2 separate regions of the Zea mays genome follow, and region 1 is linked to region 2. Evidence: chromatin contacts called from public Hi-C data. All regions are on one chromosome and are shown on one strand. The core of a region is the stretch at or near the end of the contact, and the rest is flanking DNA. Distances in the headings are between cores, read along the strand shown.

What was found. Hi-C and Micro-C count contacts between places; a contact is called where the count stands out from the background.
Region 1: a contact with region 2 is called in a Hi-C map of ear, with 1.7 times the contacts expected there. The contact joins the enhancer-like site here to the promoter of LOC100278909 in region 2. A contact is called at or near these places in 2 of 25 Hi-C or Micro-C datasets (ear and tassel).

What each region holds. Positions count from the first base shown.
Region 1 is chr5:39,137,669-39,140,459 of Zm-B73-REFERENCE-NAM-5.0, forward strand. LOC100383390 reads left to right here. Exons shown (of 12, transcript NM_001176045.1): 12 at 91-441. The coding sequence ends at 183. Among protein-coding and RNA genes, the nearest start is that of LOC100383390, 22 kb to the left of the region's middle. Within about 2 kb of position 1,538, at least 17 of the 20 cell types and tissues checked have an H3K27ac peak or open chromatin away from gene starts, as enhancers often do. A contact at or near this core is called in ear and tassel, where this site is marked.
Region 2 is chr5:38,864,002-38,866,845 of Zm-B73-REFERENCE-NAM-5.0, forward strand. It overlaps LOC100278909, which reads right to left and starts at 1,351. Exons shown (of 7, transcript NM_001152033.2): 1 at 1,227-1,351; 2 at 1,086-1,134; 3 at 842-982; 4 at 330-566. The coding sequence starts at 1,324.

The DNA of each region.
Region 1 (2,791 bases), core at 288-2,787, 270 kb after region 2:
GTATCAGCAGAATATTTTATTGTCATCACTTAAGATGTCAAACCTGTGAGATTGAATCTAATTGTCTATTTACCATCTTACTGTCTGTAGGAATTCCTTGCGTTGCCAAGGGCGGACGCCATCCAACTCCTCATGCAGTACAATGGAAATGCAGAAGCAGTCATCCAACAGATCTTCCAATAGTGCTTACTGTAAATAACAAAGTATTTTGCTTGCTTTCAAACGTAATTATTTGTTGATACTTTTCTTGCCCTGTACAGAAGATTCTGTTAGAACTAGGAGTCTGTGTTTGATGATCCACAGTACTTCTATGGACTTACACAGAGTAGGAATCGGTGGGATTCAGCACAGGCTAAACTCAACGATAAATGCAAAGATATTGATTTATACTGGTTCAGACCATTGAACAGCGTGCGTAATATATATTATGTCTAGTTAGTTGTGTTGGATTGTTGATTATGCTTGCTTGGGTTCCTTACAAGTTGGATTACTCTGTCCCTCTTTATATAATCCATAAGAGAGGTTTATGAGTTAAGTTTTTAACTTTTAACCGGCTAATATGGAAGTTACAGAAAGTCTTTTTTTTCTTCTCTAGTCTGATCAGGTCAATAGTTTTTAGAGCAGTTTTTAGTGCGTGTTTGGTATGACTCTAAAGTAAAACTCAAAGGGAGCTGGAGCTAGAGCCTACCAAACACCATAATTTTAGAGTTATAAACTTCATGGGGTTTTCAGAGCCGTAATATAAAATTTTGGAGTATCTTTTTGCTGTTCTGAAAACTCTAAAAAGCAACCTAATATGAAATTTGGATTTACCCACAAAATTTACCCACAAATGTTACTGGCAATGAGAAAATAATCTAAACTCTAGAGCAGAGCCTTAGAGTTTGGAGTAGAACTACTCCGGAGGGAAGCAAAGCCATACTAAATACGCCTTTAGATAGTGTTTGGTTCCTGATTGAATTGGTTTGATGTATAATATAATGACTCTAAAAAGGAAAAATTATGTTTAAATACTGAACCATTTGGCTCTCTAAAATCTTCCGGACATAGCTACTAGCTGGTATAGAGCCGCTCTATATCAACGGACTCCGGAATCAAACGCTACCTAGATTATTTGAAACTATATTTGTTGTGTGCGTATATCTTACAGATTCAAAAGTTATTCGGTACCTCTATTTGCCCTTTTTCGCAATCTCATCAAAGTCATGCGCCAGGTTGATGCGGCGGAGTTACAGTTTATTTGGCTAGTTCCGTAAAACAAAGGTCGTTGATTAATTCTTTTTTGCAACCCTGTACTGTACGAAATGGACCTGGCTATATATCCACTATTCGCTTCGCACATTATTAGCCATAGCCAGCTCACTGTACCACTCCATTTGGCTTTTTAAGCCCAGGTGGAAGTTTCTGCTACGTTTTGATTTTCGGCCCATTCATGCATCTAGGTGCAATGGTAAAAAGCTCGTAGCTATACTGTCCAATGAGCCGTGTCCAATCAGCACGGCGTGAGCACAACCCAAGCCGGACCAACTTAGTTGGACCGAGGCATGGCATGATTATATTTTGGATCGGGCCGGGCCGACATGTGGACCTGAGCCTGAGCCTGAGCCTGAGTACAAGAACAACACTATTACACTTACTCGGGTCGTGTTGTGTCGTCGGGCTAAGCCGTGCTACCGTGTTGCGCTGGCCTAGGCTCGCAGCTGTGTAACCGTCTAACACCCACTAGCTCTGATGGATGATGCCCATAAGCTCATACTTCATAACAATAACAACAAGACATGTCAGTCTAAGTTCATACAACCATAAGTTCATACTTCGTAAATAATAACAATAGCAGCAAGAATGCAAGACATACATGCTGCCTACCCCTGATGCCCAAAAGTTCATACTGTAAAGCCCAAAATGTGTATAAGAAAAAATAAATATAAATAATAAAATAAATATATGAAGAAATAAAAATAGTAAATTCAGACATCTCAAATCATACTTAAGTGTGAAATTTGAGGACTGAATTTCTAAAATCAAGAAGTATTCTAGAAAATAAGTAAAAGAAAAATTTTCTATTCAATTAAATAATGATGCATATCATTAAATGATGCACCATAAGCATTTATTCACATGAATAGTTAACTTTGAAGTAACCTTTACTTCTTGTTCCACATTCAAAATACTATTTTTTTCTAAAGAGAAAGAAATAAGGAATATAAAACTCACATAAAGTATATATAGAATCATACTTTCAAAATTAGTACAATAATTGTGCAACATAATCTGAGGATAAATTGCCACCAATTTTGAATCCAAACTGGAATTTAAATTTGGATTTAGAATTTAAGAGAGAAATACTATAAAAGACAAGATAAAATTTATAAATATATAAATTCATCCCACTGATTTGTCCAAACTGAATACTTAAAAGGATTATAAATTCTTCTGAGGAATTTGAATTCAAATTTTGGATTTGAAAAGGAAAAGGAAAAGAAATTACAAAGAAAAGAAAATAAAAAGAAAAATGTAAAACCTAACTGGGCCCAATCTGCTTCGGCCAATCTTTCCTCACGCGCATCGTCAGCCTCACCCCGGGCTACAAAACCAGGCACAGCCGAGTCGTACGCCATCCCCCTTCCTCTATTCCTCCCTTTTTACCGCGAATGACGAGAGAGAGACACGGTGGGAGGAGACCGGAGGGTACACTTGCGCCATTGTCGTCGACCGCGCCGTGGCCAAGCTCGCCGCCGTCACCCTGACCTCTGGTAAGTGCACGAGCCTGTTCTTTACATCCGTAGGGTCG
Region 2 (2,844 bases), core at 101-2,600:
ACAATAGAATTGGAATTGCATCTCATTTCAGTACCATGCATGATTTGGTATTCAACTCAATTCAATTCCATCATATTCAATATCAACATCCAAACGGAGCATAAGATGTTTTGGTTTTTCTAGATACATTGTTTTAACGCTTTTGCTACACACTTAAATATACACTATGTCAAGATACATAGTAAAAATATCTATACAATAGCCAAAATGCCTTATAATTTGGGACACAGGGAGTAGCAAATAAGAAAGAGAGCATACACAGATTCATGCTTTTTGCATAAAATGGACTAAAAGCAACAAATATGCACAGAAATATAGTTAAAGCTCACCTTCTTTGTGGGAAGCTCATAGTTTATCAGCACTCGAGCCATAAGGGGTGCCTCTGCCATCGCTGCCTGAGGCAAGCAAGCATCTGTTGCAACTATAATGCTTATTTTAGAGCCAGTACTTTCAAGCTTAGAACTTTCGGCAATATTGGTAGCTTTAGCAGTTTTATTCCACTGAGTTGTTTCTTGACGAAAGTTCTCAAGAATAGATGCACGCTCTGCTTCAGCTTGATCACTATACTGTACATAGAAGACCATTAGTAATATCTGGAGGTTGATGTGAAGTAAGAACATCATAATAGTAAGGATCATATACCTGTTAGGACCTTGTGCAACAATTTATGGGTTCATAAAAATATTTATGTTGGTGATAAACGTCATATATTTTCAGAGAAAACATACTAGATGAAGGCATATTGCTTCCAAGCCACCAAAAAATTTCAGAGAAAATAGAACAAATGAAAATGCATAGAGGAAGTTACAACTAAGGAGGTGAAATTGTGTTTGTGAACTACCAGAGGTGACGCTGACACAAAGGGGAGGTTTGCGACGGCAGCACAGACGGCATCAAGCTCATCACGGGAGGAAACACATGTTGCAATCGGCAGCCCACCACGGCGATCCGCGACAACCCCCAGGAGCTCCAAGAGTGTCCTCTGCGCACAAATACCACCATAAATCATCATGAATCGAGATCAACCAAACAGTGGTATCGAAACTGCAAACGAAGCGAAGAGAGCAGGGAAAATAGATAAGCACCATTTTGAACTGGGTGCGGTCGACGGCGAGGTAGTAGTGGCGGCCGGGGCTGGGGACAAAGGGGGTGCCAGGAAGCTCAGTTACATATATAAAACAGGGCGCACGATTGGATCGAGGAAGCGACAGGTGCAGCTCCCTCACCTGGAATGGCATGGCACCGCCGCAGGGGAGATCGGGGAGGGCAGAGAGTCGGAAAAATCTGCGGCGGAGCCAGCGGCGGTGGGGGTCAGAGACTTCATTGCGGTTTGCCGGAAACGAGGGGATGTGGAATATTCCTCAACGAGGCAACAGCTTTTTTGGGAAGAAAAAATTGACTATTAATGTGCTGAGCCATAAGCTATCTCCATCAGCTTATTCATTCTAATATTCATATTCAAATTTTACTCTATAAAAAATATATCTATAGTATAAAATAATATTTTGGATAAGCATTTAAGTAAACTGCTGGACACGATCTAAATTAATTTTTCAAATATAACCTGAACATTTAGATCATAAATATAGTTAAGAGTAGTGCTGAAAATCTGGGCAAGACTTTTTGGTCAGCATGAGTAAGGCTCCAAATCAGGAGCCCAAAGCACGACCCAGCACGAAGTTCTATGGGCTAGGCTAGTATGGCATGAAGACAGAGCTAGGTCGGGTCTTATTTTTCAGCCTATCGTGCCTCCGTGACGACCCTCACGCATGGACGACTTGGGGCAGCCCGGTCCGATAAAGCGTGTAGTGTTTAATTCTTTAATTTAGTAAGTTATGGAGTTTATGTTTGTCGGGTATCATAATTAGGGGTAACTGGATTACACCTCTAAGCACACTTAACCCCAAAGCTACCGTGAGACATATTCCCTCGAGGTCAAGTGAGGATGAGCCACGACTCGCCCGAGACCCCACTCGACGGTCGCTCAAAATTCCTTCTCGCCCAAGCCTGCTCTCGGATGAGGGCAGCACTCGGGGAAATCATCGCCTCGCCCGAGGTTCCCTCTTCAAGAAACATCTATTTACGCCTTGTCCGAGCCCGTCTCAAGCAAGGAGGACAACCTCGAGCCCGCCCTTAGTCAAAGGTCACAGAAACTGCGGAGACATGAGTGTTGGGGGCCTTCGTCCTCCGAAGGTCCTCAAAAACATGATTTGACAATGTTTTCCAAGTGAATTATATGAACAGGTATTTTCGGATTCAGAATTATGGATATGGAGCACGACCAGGACGAAGGCTGAGCCAGACGAAGGTCGGGGGCAGCCGAAGCTGTACGCAGGGAAGCTTCGGCGCGATGGCACAAGGGGGAACCGACCTTAAGATGAAAAGACTTCGGGGTCCTCAATAGATTTCCATAAACCGTTAACAAATGTAATGGACATGGATGTAATTTTACGTGGGCTGCGTCCCGCGTCTATAAATAGATGAACAGTACTCCCGTACTGTTCACGCTGACTTGTCATTTTGCTTTTGGCGTCACGCTGACTTGTCATTTTGCTTTTGGCGTCACGCTCGTACTTTCCACCTTCTCTCAGGATCGAAGGTACATTTGTAATTTGGGATCATTTCTGTTTTTCCATGTTAATAAAATAGAAATGATTCTTTGGTGATGCTTATATCATATTTCATGCTTTATGTGAGTCCTTCGTCATTACTTGTTATGTTTACGAAGGTATGTCTCTCATGACCTTCGTCCGAGACTCATTATTTCCCGAAGGGATATAATGCTTCGAAGGACGAAGGACCCTAACACTTAACACTTTTTATGTTGCCTTGTTCTTAACTCGA